Linked DNA regions of Ovis aries: region 1 is linked to region 2. A link is a contact called in public Hi-C data. All regions are on one chromosome and are shown on one strand. Each heading gives the region's core, a stretch centred on a gene start, on an enhancer-like site or on the middle of the called end of the contact. The rest is flanking DNA. Distances are from core to core; before and after follow the strand shown. Region 1 holds the start of MOK (MOK protein kinase). Region 2 holds the start of DYNC1H1 (dynein cytoplasmic 1 heavy chain 1).

Region 1 (7,367 bases), core at 3,109-5,608, 250 kb before region 2:
TTGTGGGATCTCAGTTGCCCAACCAGGGGTTGAACCCAGGCCCCAGCAGCAAAAGCGCTGAGTCCCAACCACTAGGTTACCAGGGAACTCCTTTATTTTCTAAAGTCAATCTGATTTCTAATATCCATAGGTAGATTTGCGTTTCATCCACCTAACCGAGGTTAACGTGTGAAATTTCTGTCTTTCCTAATTTTTCTAACTTCTGTCCATTTCCTGCTTTGAACATTAATTAAGAAGCTCAGCAGAAACAGATTGTCTGCTAAACATAGCTTGAATCTCTTGAGACTGGAAATTAGGGAAAAGCTAATGTTGGGATACAGGATGAACTGTCTGAGGAACAGTTTTGGAATGAGTCAAAAGGCGCAAGTGGCTATAATTAGGTGCTATTCATGCAGAGCTTTAAAAGCAGAGTTCCAAGGATGCAGGCTGGTTTCACTCACAAGCATCTTCCGAGCATGTGACATGTCCCTGGTGGCTGTATGTGCTGAGCGGGCAAGGGGCTCAGGGCGGGGCCCTCCCTGGAGGAGCTCGCAGCCCATTATTTCTCGTCTGTCCATTCTTCCTTTGTCATTTAGTGCAAGAGTGGTCTAAACAAGCAAGGGCCTAGGCCACACACCTGAAACCCGAGAAGGCTGAGCCTGCTGTGTATGAACTCTACAGAAAGACTTCCCAGGCTATTCTGAAGTAGCATTTCCTAGCCTTCTTAGAATTAAAGAAAGAATGAGCTAGTGGGTCTCAAAATATGGTCGTTAAGTGCAGCAGCGGCATCACCTGGGATTCTGTTGGAGATGCACATTTTCTTTCTTTTTAATATTTATCATACTTATTTATTTGGCTGCACTGGGTCTTCAAGTTGAGTCTGGTGGGATCTAGTTCTCTGCCCAGGAATGGAACCTGTGTGCCCCCCACATTGGGAGCGCAGAGTTTTAGCCACTGGATCACCAGGGAAGTCCCAAGACATGAATTTTCAAATGCCACCCCAGAATGACAAACTCAGGCAGTCTGTGGTTGGGGCCCTGCAGAGTCCAGAATCACCTGAAGGCAGGTGAGTTCAGCGCAGGTTAAAGATTGAGAACCTCCGCTCTAGGCAAAATCTCACACAGTTCCCTTTCTGCCTTCCTGCTAAGGTCCCTGTTTGTTTCCTTTGATCTTCCACTCCGAAGGCCCTTCCACTCTCCTCTCCCAAGGCCTCCAAGTTCGAAGTGCAGGTTGCAGACCAGGGTGCTGGTGTTCGTGGCCTGGAGGGCTGAAGTCCAATAGCCCCTGCTCACCTGGGGAGGAGCACCAAGGCTGTGTCTGCCTACAGGGGATGCCTTGCTGTGACCCTTCCTCAGGATCAGGACCCCCCTGGGCTTCTTCAGGATTTCACTACTAATTGTCCACAGTGGTGAATAGAAGATCCAGATGATGACATAAAATGCATTCACCGGTTCACCGTTTAACAGGTATTCAGTGACTACCCAGAAAGTCCTTCCGCCTGCAGAAGAGATAAGACAGGTGGGTGGGCTAAGAAGCTTAGAACCTACCTTGGTAGAAGAAAGGAATATGAAAAAGACAATGTGAGAAAGAAAGAGAGATCAATGTGACTTAAATACAAGTCCCCATGTAAGGGGAAAGACCACAAGAAGAAAGAAGAGAGAAATCAATTCCAGTGATCTGGAGAGATTAGATGTGACTTTTCAGAGCCAACAAGGACAGGACCACCCACAGTAATACCCACACCTCATCCACTGCGAGCATGTAGACCATTCTCAGCAATTGGACTGCCGGCGCTCCAGAAACGTCGACATGACTCTGAGCTAGTAGCAGCAGCGCTCAGCGGCTAAGTCATGACTCTGCGCTTACTCGGAAGGGACGCACAGTGAAGGGCCCCAGAGGCTCAGTGGAGGGACTTTGATCACGTCAATGTAGCATTCAGTCTCCTTGGAAAGAAAAAAAGAGGCTCCAAGTTGACAAATGGTGGGGAAATAAAAAGGAACTGGTTACTGTTTGCACGATCTGTAGTCGTGTACAGAACATGATCAAAAGTGTCACGCTGGGCCTCTGTTACAAGATGAGGTCTGTGTGTGCTCACTTCCCCATCGATGTTGCTATTCAGGAGAATGGTTCTTTTGCTGAAATCTGAAAATTTCGGGGGTGGAAAATACATCCACAGGGTTCAGAAGAGGCCAGACATTGTTTATACAGTACCTCAAGCCCAGGAAGATGAGTCGAGTCTTGAAGGAAACCACATGGAACTTGTGTCAGATTCAGCAAGCCACAAGGATATCGGAAAATTTTTGGATGGTATCTATGTTTCTGAAAAAGGAACAGTTCAGCAGGCTGATGAATAAGCTCTGGGTGGTCCGGCTATAGAAACCACAAGATGCCAGATGATTCTTTGGACTCATTTGTGATATTTTAAAGATGAAATAAAAGCTCTTTTGATTAAAAAAAAAAACAATACCAGCAATAATCACCCTGTTTTTTTTTCAATTTACTTGATAAAATTCACATAACGGACCATTCTAACCATTTAATACATACAATTCAGCGATTTTTACTAGACTTACAAAGTTGTGCAACCATCACCACTATCTAATTCCAGAATGCTGTCAACACCACAAAAAGAAATCCCTTACCTGTTAGCAGTCACTCTCATTCCCACAGTCCCTGGAAGCCTGTATCTACATTCTGTCTCCATGGATTTGTCCAGTCTGGAATTACTCTGTAAACGGAATCATACAACAGGTGGCCTTTCATGTCTGGCTTATTTCACTTAGTATCATGTTTTTGAGACTGATTTATGGGTTTGGAGTTTCCTTCTGGGGCAATGAAAATGTTTTGGAGCTAGATAAAGTTCCACAACTTCATGAATGTACTGAATGTCATATTTTAAAATGATTGATTCTATGTTATGTGAATTTTGACTCAAATTTTTAAAGTGAAGTAAAAAAAAAAACCAAAACGAAGTAGATACCTTTTGATGCCTTCAGGTTGTGGTGCTGGAGAAGACTCTTGAGAGTCCCTTGGACTGCAAGGTTATCAAACCAATCAATCCTAAAGGAAATCAACCCTGAATATTTATCAAAAAGACATGCTGAAGCTGAAGTGCCAATACTTTGGCCTTCTGATTCGAAAAGGTGACTCACTGGAAAAGCTCCTAATGCTGGGAAAGACTGAAGGCAAAGGAGAAGAGGGAGGCAGAGGATGAGATGGTTAGATAGTATTACCAACTCAAGGGACATGAATCTGAGCAAACTCCAGGAGACAGTGAAGGACAGGGAAGCTTGGCATGCTGCAGTCCATGGGGTTGCAAAGGGTCAGACACTACCTAGCAACTGAACAACAACAGCAACAACTTTTTGACTCAGCAGCTCCACTTGAAGAATTTCTCCTACGGGTATACATGAACGTATGGAACATGATGTATGTTCAGGGCTGGTCACTGCAGCAGTGTGTGAAAGATCAGCTTATTAGAAACAACTGAGATGTCCAGCAGGGAACCAGTTAAACAAGAGATGGTGCAACCATGAAGTGGAACTGCCCAGGTGGCTCAGGGGTAAAAGAATCCGCTTGTCAATCGAGGAGTCAAAGGAGGTGAGAGTTAGATCCCTGGGTCAGGAAGGTCCTCGAGAGGAAGAAATGGCAACCCATTTCAGTATTCTTGCCTGGAGAATCCCATGGACAGAGGAGCCTGGTGGGTTACAGTCCATGGGGTCGCAAAGAGTCGGGCACGACTGAGCGTGCACACAGACAACCATGAACTAGAAGAGCCATTAAATAAAATAATGAAGCTCTTTGGGTCCTGTTAGGGGAAAGCATCCAAGTTAAAGTATCAAGTAAAAAATGCAAAATACAAAGCAGTCTATACGAGACTACCACTGGTGTAAGAAAGAGGGAAAAAAAATAAAAGATCTCTTATGAGTTACCTACTTTATGCGGAGAGGAACTGGGGACAGAACAGTGGGAAGGAGGATTTCCACTCTGTTCTGTTTTTGATATTTTTGAATCTTGAATCACAGGACTATATTATCTACAGTCAATGGATATTCAATTGTAACATGGGACTGCAAAGAAAAGGTATCAATTGACAATTATTTAGTGTGTCTCAGCCCAGTTAAATCTCAAGGCTTTCGTCCAGGCATTAGGTCCCGAATCACTAAATTCTCAGGACTGCTGGGGAGAGCGATCCCAGAGAAAGCCGCCTACACTCAAAAACCGGGACCAGCTTAAGGCTGCGAGGAGGGTTGCTTAGCAACTAGAGGGAGGAGGCGGGCCATACTGCGCACGCGTACATGTAGGACCAGAGGGCGCCGATAGGTCGTTTTGCGCACGCGCGGTCTCCGGCCTCGGAGTGGTAGTGGACCTGACGGTTGCTAGGGTGACAGGGATACAACATGGCGGCTGGATCCTAACGCTCTCCGTTTAGGGACCACCACGGAGGTCCTAGTTCGGGACCCTGGCTCTAAGGAGTGGAAGCCAGGGCCCACACTTTCTATCCCTTTCTTCTCCGTCCAGTATCCGCAACGGGTTGTCGCCGGCTTCCGCATCCAGGATGAAGAGTTGAGTGGAGCCGCGAGGGGCGGGACCAGAGGGCGAGTGGCGGCGGGTGGGGGCCGGCTTCGCGAGGCCCTCGGTGGGCGTGGGAGGTGGGCAGTGTGGGGACCCCAAATCTCGGTGGGCTGTCGGGGACCCGCGTCCCCGGGGGCAGCCGGAGGGGGCAGCCCGAGGGGTTCAGGGCTGGTCGGGCTGTGAGGGGTCTCAGAACGTCGACCCGAGTCCAGCTGCGGTTTATTTTGGTGCGAGGTTACATTAGAGTTTGGGGAGTTTTTCATTCTTTTAAATGGTGGGTTGAAAACATTTGGCAGTAATGTAGTGAGCGGTTACAGTGTGGCTTCCTACCTTTTATTGTCATTGGATTAGTAGGCAGTTGAGAGGAAAGCTGGGCTGTGTATTTTACTTTATTATTATTTTGGGGTCAGGTAGTACTGCTTTCGGAGAAGGCAATGGCATCCCACTCCAGTACTTTTGCCTGGCAAATCCCATGGATGGAGGAGCCTGGTGGGCTGCAGTCCATGGGGTCGCTAGGAGTCGGACACGACTGAGCGACTTCACTTTCACTTTTCACTTTCATGCATTGGAGAAGGAAATGGCAACCCACTCCAGTGTTCTTGCCTGGAGAATCGCAGGGACGGCGGAGCCTGGTGGGCTGTCGTCTATGGAGTCGCACAGAGTCGGACACGACTGAAGCGACTTAGCAGCAGCAGCAGTACTGCTTTTGTCAGAACTTCTTTACAGAAATTTTGGAAGAGCCTTTCAGTAACAGAGCGTTGCTGGGAAGTTATGAAATGAGATAGTCATCCTTGAAAATGTGAGGGGTACCATATTTATCTGTGCTTCAATTTGTGGATTATGAACAATCCAAGCGTAATCAACTAGAATGGGCTGCTTTTTTATTTTTACATTACTGTACAGATATACTTGTCATTTATGCTGTGAACCTGAGGTCCAGAAAAATTCCAACCTGTTTTGCTGTGAAAAGATTAAATTATGTTGGGTGTAGTTATGATGTTAAATTTGCATTGTATCCTGATTGTCAATTGGCAATTGGTATATGGCATAAATTGTGTAACAAAAATGTTTAAAACAATTCATCTCATTCATCCTTGCCAAGACATTCTTATTTTCTTCATATAATTAAGTTTTCCCTACACTGGGTCTTCATGGCTTCAGGCAGGCTTTCTCTAGTTATATCCTGTGGGGCCCACTCTTTGTTGTGGTGCCTGGGCTTACTGTGGTGGCTTCTCTTTTTTCTGAGCACAGGTTCTGGTGCACAAGCTTCAAGAGTTGGAGCACTCGGGCTCAGTAACTGCGGCTCACAGGCTGTAGTTGCTCCCAGGCAAGTGAAATATTCCCTGACCAGGGATTGAACCTGTGTCCTCTACATCGACAGGAGGATTCTTACCCACTGTACCACCAGCGAAGTCCAAGAGGTTCTTAGATATTGTTTACATGATTATCTTTTTCAGTAATGCACCCAAAGCAATAGTTAGAATACAAGGTCTACCAAAGGCTTTGCATTTTTATGTATAGTGTGGACTTATATACACATTATTTTTTACTGTATTCTTTTTTTTTCCTTCCCAGCTATTCATTTTGAAAAATTTTGAATCTACAGAAAAGTTGCAAGAAGAGTACACTGAATATCCGTGCACCCTCCACCTAGATGCTCCACTTGCCTTGTGTTTGTGTACTGTCTCACCGTGCTCTGGCATTTTCTGTCTCTCTCCGTTATGTATTTATTTTTACTAAACCTTTTGAGAGTTAGCTGTAGACATCATTACATTTCACCATTAGTAATTCAGCAAGTATCTGCTAAGAACAAGAACATTCTCCTACATAATCACAGTAAAGAGCATGCTGATACAATACTGTCATGTAATATGCAGTCTACAGCTCACATTTCCCCAGTTATCCCAGTAATATCCACGATAGGTGTTTTTATTTTTTCCAGGATCCCAGTCAAAAATCACAAATGTTAGCATATATGTACATATATATATACACACACACACACATAGTACACACACACGATCTATATGTTAACATTTGCATTTTATGATTTGTATCTTTTAAACTTTTGTTTTTTAAAAACTGTTTGTTTATTTATTTGCCTGCACTGGGTCTTAGCTGCAGCATGCGGGATCTTCAGTGTGGAGTCTTAGTTGTGGCACATGGGATCTGGTTCCCTGAGCAGGGATCGAACCCAGGGTCCCTGCATTGGGAGCTCGGAGTCTTAGCCACTGGGCCATGAGGGAAGTCCCAAAGGGTGCACTTTAAATTTTAAAATTTTGTATTTTTTCAAGTATAATTGACCCACAACACTGCTAGTCCCAGCTGCACAGCGTAGTTATAGTGTTTCTACACATTACAAAATGATCATTTTTATGAGTTTATGAATAATTTTACATCTTTTTGTATTTTCATGATGTTTAGTAATTCAGGTCACCATTTTTCCCACAGTGCATGAACTAATTAGTTTGGTACAGCCTTCTTTATTGAAGGATCTTGACCTTGTTTTTAGTGATTTGGTTTGAAGTACTTTCTCTCTCAAAGAGAGTAGGAATTAGAAGCTGAATCCTCTTTTAAACTCTAGTTGAGAGTTACACTTAGTAATTAACTTGCCCCTTAGTTCTGACTGGAGAAGGATATGGCAGCCCAGTCCAGAATTCTTGTTTGGAAAATCCTGTGGATGAGAACCCTGGTGGAGTATAGTCCATAGGGTCGCAAGAGTTGGCCACGACTGAACGACTAAGACAACGTAGTTCTGATACTTATCACCTGCCTTGATTAAGATCTTTAGAAGCAGTGTTAATACAGATAGT
Region 2 (6,982 bases), core at 301-2,800:
CTCTTGGTTCCTGGATGTACCCGGCCACACCCATACTGAACTGTCAAGACCCGCCGGCCACTGGCTACAAAAGGTCTCAAAGCATCCAGGGGAAATCCTCCTGGAAGGCTAGCTCCCCTCCCAAGAGGAGTCCACCCCTGCTCTAAGGAGTTCACTGCTGGAGGAGACTGCTGGAATATGCAAACCTTTCACCCCGTCCCTCCACTGCGTGCCTAACCTGTTTCAGTATACCTGCTGCCAAAGCAAGCACGGTGCCTAACCCGAATCCTCTCCTTTGAAGATGGTCAAACGTGCCCAACATCCATAAGATGTTAGGGAAAAATCCGAAGGAAGTTTCTGACCAACCCAATAGATTCAAAGACCAACGGGTCATCCTTAGGATCATCTTAAAAGAAAGTGAAGTCACTTAGTCGTATCCGACTCTTTGTGGCCCTATGGACTGTAACCTGCCAGACTCCTCTGTCCATGGGTTTTCCCAGGCAAGAATACTGGAGTGGGTTGCGATTCCCTTCTCCAGAGGATCGTCCCCATCCAGGGATTGAACCCGGGTCTCCCGCATTGCAGGAAGACGCTTTACCGTCTGAGCCACCAGGGAGCATTCTACAAATACAAGGTATGTCTGAATGAAAACAAGCGGACTGGAAACTTGAGATGCTGGGTCCAGTCTCGGGAGGATTAGCTGGTGTGACCTTGGACCAGTCGTTTCAGCTGGGCTTCAAGTTTTCTCGACTATGAAGTGGGGGGAGATGCACCTCGCCTCGGCAGGGGACAGCAGGAGGTCCAAGAGGCCGAGCTGCGTGCGCTGTCCAACCCAGCACACAGGAAGCCCCGCGGGGCAAGCGAAGCTGCCACGGTCCCTGCCCGGGCCTCCGTACGTGGAGCGGGGGTCCGCCGGGCCCTCCCCCTACATCCTGGCGACCAAAGGGGCCACAATCCAGGCCGGCCTGCCGGGATCCCTCCCGAGGCCGGCCCGGCCTGGACACAAACCGAAACCGAAGAGCTCATGTGACAGCGGAGGCCGGGATGCGGCCTCCGCCCGCGCTCAGCCCGGGAGACGCCGTCTCCACCCAACTCGGCCATCTTGAGAGGCCGAGCAGACAAAGCGAGCCCATTGTCCCCGCGGGTCTCCGTCCCCGGGGGTGCGCCCCCGGCGGCTGCGGGCCCGCACCTTTGAGCGTGGAGCGCTCCACCAGGACCGTGTGCACCTGCGGATCCGAGAGGAACTTGCGCATCTGCTCCAGGGCGCTCTTCTCCTCCAGCGCCGCCTCGAGCGCGGCCGGGGCCTCGCCGCCGTCCTCCAGCAGCAGCGGCACCAGCTTGCGCAGGTGCTTCTGCAGCACCGACACGTCGGCCACGTTCTGCACCGCCGACACCTCCAGGCCGGCCGAGCCGTCCTCGCCGCCGCCCCCGGGCTCCGACATGGCGCCGCGCTCGGGACCCGCGCGCAGCGCTGAGGAGGCGGCCGCGACTCGGCGAGAGAGCGAGCTAGCGAGCCGGCGCGCGAGAGAAACGGGCGCCGCCGGCCGATCGTCCGCTACCCGCGGCCGACTGAGGGAGAGCGGGAGCCGGCTCCGCCCTAAAGGCCACCGCCCGCCGTCCCCGCCCCGCCCGCCGCGGCCACGCCTCGTGCGCCGCCTACGTCACGGCGTCGCGCGCCTGCCCGCCGCAGCCACTGGCGCCTCGCGCGGCGCCTAGGTCATGGCGTCGCGCACGCGCGCAGGCAACCTCGGCGGCGCCACCGCGCGGCCTTCTGGGACTCGTAGTTCCAGCGCTGGGCGGAGCCCCGGCCGTCCCCGAGCCTCGAGCCCTGAAGGTGGGAACTAAGTGGGGCGCGGGGCGGGGTGGTCAGGGACTCCGTTCTACCTTGTTCACTGCTGCGGCCTCAGCGAGCAGCACAGAGTCTGAGACCCTACAACAATGTTGAATGAATGAATGAATGAATGAGTGCATAAATGAATGGTGTTAACCAGTTAACGCGTTTAGAGCACTTATCTCTTGCTTGATGTTGTTCTAAGCCCTTAACCTGTGCTCTTTCTTTGAAAGAATGAATGACTACGATGTGTCGAGCTAAAACATAGCTTTCTGTGTTTTAGAACACACATAGCGGGAGAGGGGATCTTTTTCAGAGGGGGAGGAGAAGAGGGGAGTGTCACATTGCTAGGCCAGAAGGAGGGAGTTCGGGAGGGGACATTCCCAGTCCAAGTACCTACCAGCTTCTGCAAAGACAGAGGCCTGACTGCAGGAGAGATCTACAGGAAAGCCACAGGAGGTGACACCTGAACGGTGGGGTGAAGCCAAGCTGTGTGTCCGGGTTGCTAAAGGGAATATGATTACCCCCAGGAGGCCCCGAGGACCAAGAGAGAGATCTACGCGAGAGCCTCCGCGTAGAACGGTGATGCTCCCCTAGCATCCCGAGCTGGCACTGTCCTTCCGAGGGTCTTAGCCTCGGGAGCCACACAAGGTAGGATAGGGGCTGCAGTGCCTGCTCAGTTCGTCTGCCCCCGGCTCCCAGCTACCTGGACCTCCTTTGGTATACCGAGATGACTTAAGGGCCAGAATCCATGCTGCTCAGTTCTTGGTTTAGAGGTGACAGTTATTATACGGAGTGTTAATTGGCTTTTGAAAGTTCAAACTCATAACTCACTTTTTAAGTTGGGTGGAGGAAGGGAAGTCAAAGGCCCTATTTTTGTATCAAAATGCACAGTCAGAGAGCTAAGTCCTGATTGGTGGAATGAAGATGGGCTGATTCGATTTCCCCAAATCATCTTTGGAAAACTGGGAAACATACAGTATACCTATTCTTGCTCAATTGCCAGGTGCCAAGTCCCAGGAGCTGCTGGAACATGAAGACTATCAGATGATTCTTTAAATGGCTCATGGAAAAGGGGACAGATTAATAGCCCATCCTCCTCCTGACCACCATCAGTCCATTCTATTTTGTGTGTGGAATTTTTTAAATTGAAGTATAGTTGATTTACAATGTTGGGTTATTAATAGCTTCACGTGTATAGCAAGGTATATATACAGACATATGTGTGTGTGTCTATGTATATGTATACATATGTATTTTTTGTTTCCAATTCTTTTCCATTATAGGTTATTACGGGATATTGAGTGTAGTTCTCTGTGCTATACAGTAGATCCTTGTTGCTTGCCTGATTTATATATAGTAATGTGTACATGTCAGTTCCGAACTCCTAATCTGTCTCCCCTACCCCAGCCCACTAGGGTTTCCCTGGTGGCTCAGACGGTAAAGGCAGGAGACCCAGGTTCAATACCAGAATTGGAAGATGCTCTGGAGAAGGGAATGGCACCCCACTCCAGTATTCTTGCCTGGAAAATCCCATGGACAGAGGTGCCTGGTGGGCTACAGTCCATGGGGTCACAAAGAGTCGGATACAACCGAACAACTAACACTTTCACCCCACTCTGCTATTCCCTTTGGTAACCATAAATTTGTTTTCTATGTCGGTGAGTCTATTTCTGCTTCGTAAATAAGTTCATTTGTATAATCGTTTTTTAGATTCCACAGAAGTGCTATCATATAATATTGGTCCTCTGTCTGTCTTATTTCACACCAGTCCACTCTTGTATCATATGCCTGAACAGACATAATTAATGTTCCTGGGAAAAGATAAAGCACCTATAGTGAGTTTGTGCCACGATCACAACAGTAACGAAAAACAGTAATGCCACCGACAACTATCACTGACTGCATCATTAGCAGGCACTCTGCCGAGGGTTGCTCCCTGCCTTGTGTCCTTTGGGGTAGGAACTGGGATGGAAGAGGATCTATTAGGTTCAGGTTAGTGAACCCTGAATTGACTACACACCATTTGAGCACCAGAAACCCAGCAGTGACCTGGCAGATGGAGAGAGGCTGCTTGCAGCCTGCAGGGTGAGTCAGCACCACCCAGGAGACGCAGCCACTTGGGCCTCCACGGGACTCAAATGTCTGCAGCTTGGCTCCGAGCCAGGGCAACAGAGGGGCAGGCTCCAGATGTGCAGCCCTGTATGTCTGATGGCTTCAAAATTAAGTGTTACTTCTAAAAGGATGAGAATCAGAGGAACCTGAGTAATCAGGGTCCGTACATTGATCAAATGTGCTTGCATTTCTATTTTCCAAGGATATTTCCCTGATAGTTCAGTTGGTAAAGAATCCGCCTGCAATGCGGGAGACCTGGGTTCGATCTGGGTTAGGAAGGTCCGCTGGAGAAGGGAACCGCTACCCACTCCAGTATTCTCCCTGGAGAATTCCATGGACTGACTGTATAGTCCATGGGGTCGAAAAGAGTCGGTCACGACTTCCACTTTTTTTGCTGTTTAATAAATATATAGTAAGAAGAATTGTCAGTGTTGATTGAGTGCCAGGCACTGTAAATTCCTTGTTCTGAGGGCTGGCTAGACTGCCCCAGGCTGACAGGGGAGGGGATATTTTTGTGAGATGCTGCCTTGGCTTCCTAGCGCAGGACTTCCTGGGAAGCTGACTCTTCGTGGAGGTGCGCCCTCCGTCCAGAAGTGGGCTCTCCCCTTCTCCCCTGGCCTACTTGGTTTGCCATCTCCGCTTTCTCCTGTCCATAGTCGAATCTGCATTCTGTTGGCAGTGGGCTGTGGGTGCTGGTGAGAGAATCCTTTCTAAGATGATGGGGGGTGGGAGTGGCTGCTGAGCCACTTGTGTTTTATCTGAAATTGGTGATGAACTGTTGGCATGTCCATTCCCTGCCTTCTTGGACTGCACCGGATGGCTCCTCGGATCTGAGTTGGGGACTCGCTTTCAGCCCCACTCTCCTTTCCCCTCCTTCCCCCGGCCCTGCACCACACTGAGCTCTCAGCCCAAGCCCGGCTGGCCCAGCACTTTCAGGCTCTGCGCCTGGGGTCCTCCTCTCCCCCGGGGAAATTCCACACTGGGCTCGCACATTCATTCATTCATTCATTCATTCATTCATTCCACGGCCCGTTCCCAGCGCCAGCAGGGCCTGGGCCCACATGGGCGCGTGGTTGATTGATGGCTGTGAAACGAAGGCCTCACGCCCGGGGAACGGGGCTGGGTGGCAGCGGCGGCCTGTCCACAGGGCGCACGTTAGGTGTGGAACCTCCCCAGCTGCATGAGATGAGGCGGCGGCATCTCGGCGCCGGCGCGGGACTCCACCCACCGGTCGCTCCGCCGGGCTGCAGGACTCTCTCTGATGACGCTCGTCCCAGCCTCCACCCCCTTTACTGTCTCGGCGCCTTTTCTCTCTAGCGAGCCTGGGGCGAGGCTGGAAGCTCCCTGGGCTCCTGGCGAGGTTGGGGCGCCAAGGGGGAGTGCCTCGCAGGAGCAGGGCGGTGTCGTGGCGCCCTTTAGCGGTGACGGGGAGGACCCGCACTCCGGAGCCATCTCCGGCCCGAGACCTCCTCCCTGCCTGCTGGCCGGGTCCATCCCGGGAATGCCTCCAGGCTCACCTTCCCACGGCCACCCGGGCGACCGATCCAGAGCCGCCAAGCGAGCAACGGCACTGACCAGCGGGAATGCCCGCCCGTGGTCCCGCTGGCATCCCACCGCCCATTGGTAAAGTTGGGGAAATTTGCCTCTAAAGCAGGCAATTCAATCTCTGCTGAGCCCCAGGTCCTCTGAGACGCCTCCCGCCGCCCTGGCGGTTCCTCTCTGGAGGGACTCAGCCCCTTCTCTTACTTGAGGACGTCTGTGTTCCCAGCCAAGGCAACCGCTCCCTGGGGGCGCTGGAGCCCACACTCCTTCTCCTGGACATGCCTCTGAAATTCTCCCCGCCCTCAAATATTCCTCTCTCCGTCCTGGACTCTTCTCAACCGTGTCCAGCCTTCTCCAACTCACCCTTTCTTTGGAAAGAAAGAAGAGACACCCCTGCCACACCTCCTGCCAACACGGCTCATGCTTTTCAGCAAAACTGCTTGCAAAGGAGCGTAGCTGGGGGCTGCCTCTTGGCCAGCTCCCCACCCCACTCCCTGGCAGGTGCCGTGGTGAAGGCCACCAGATGGCCTGCACGTGGGCAAATCCACTGACCCCTTCTGGGTCCTCCTCTTTCTTGACCCTTGGGTGCTGTGCACACAGTGGGTCTTGTGTGTCCTGCTAACACCCCTGAGCCCTGTGACACTCAGAACCTCTGTGCGCGGTGACCCCCCACCTTGGGATGTCCTGTGACACTTAGTACCTCTGTGCACGGTGACCCCCCACCTTAGGAGTCACACCTGCTGTTGTCACATGGAGTGTTCCAGAAAATGCCTATCCATCCAGCTTGGCTGAAGTGTTAAGACTTTATATCTGTGCTGCTCTTTCTATTGAGAGATGTATTGAACTTTCAGCGTATAACTGCAATTGTCTTTCTCCACACAGCTCAGTCTGGTTTTGATTCCTGTCTGTTGCAGCTCTGTTATTAGACACACAAACATTTCACATGGTTGTGACCTTTTCGTGAATTGATTCCTTGAACACTATGAAATGCCTCTCCTATTCCTAGTGGAATTATTTGCTCTGAAATGTACTTTTTTCTGATGTCAACATGTTCTCTCGTCTTTCTCTGGATCAGTGTCAGTGTGAGCTCTTTTCCATCCTTTCAGTTCAGTTCAGTTCAGTCCCTCAGCTGTGTCTGACTCTTTGTGATCCCATGGACTACAGCACGCCAAGCTTCCCTGTCCATCACCATCTCCCGGAGCTTGTTCAAACTCATGTCCGTCGAGTTGGTGATGCCATCCAACCATCTCATCCTCTGTCGTCCCCTTCTCCTCCTGCCTTCAATCTTTAATAGAATCAGGGTTTTTTCCAGTGAGTCAGTTCTTTGCATCAGGTGGCCAAAGTATTGGAGCTTCAACTTCAGCATCAGCCCTTCCAATGGATATTCGGGATTGATTTCCTGTAGGGTTGACTGGCTTGATGCCCTTATAACTGAATCACTTTGCTGTATACCTGATACTAACAGCAGTGTAAATCAACTATATTTCAATTAAACTTTTTTAAGAAATAAAAAAT

Evidence for each region. Hi-C and Micro-C count contacts between places; a contact is called where the count stands out from the background.
Region 1: a contact with region 2 is called in a Hi-C map of tail adipose tissue, with 2.6 times the contacts expected there. The contact joins the promoter of MOK here to the promoter of DYNC1H1 in region 2. A contact is called at or near these places in 6 of 16 Hi-C or Micro-C datasets (hypothalamus, liver, mesenteric adipose tissue and 3 more).

The regions. Positions count from the first base shown.
Region 1 is chr18:64,726,279-64,733,645 of ARS-UI_Ramb_v3.0, reverse strand. MOK (MOK protein kinase) reads left to right here and starts at 4,358. Exons shown (of 12, transcript XM_042235520.1): 1 at 4,358-4,544. The coding sequence starts at 4,538. It also overlaps the pseudogene LOC101120956.
Region 2 is chr18:64,478,192-64,485,173 of ARS-UI_Ramb_v3.0, reverse strand. It overlaps DYNC1H1 (dynein cytoplasmic 1 heavy chain 1), which reads right to left and starts at 1,550. Exons shown (of 78, transcript XM_027957415.2): 1 at 1,169-1,550. The coding sequence starts at 1,421. It overlaps LOC121817135 (a long non-coding RNA gene), which reads left to right and starts at 1,753. Exons shown (of 3, transcript XR_009597298.1): 1 at 1,753-1,813; 2 at 2,817-6,982.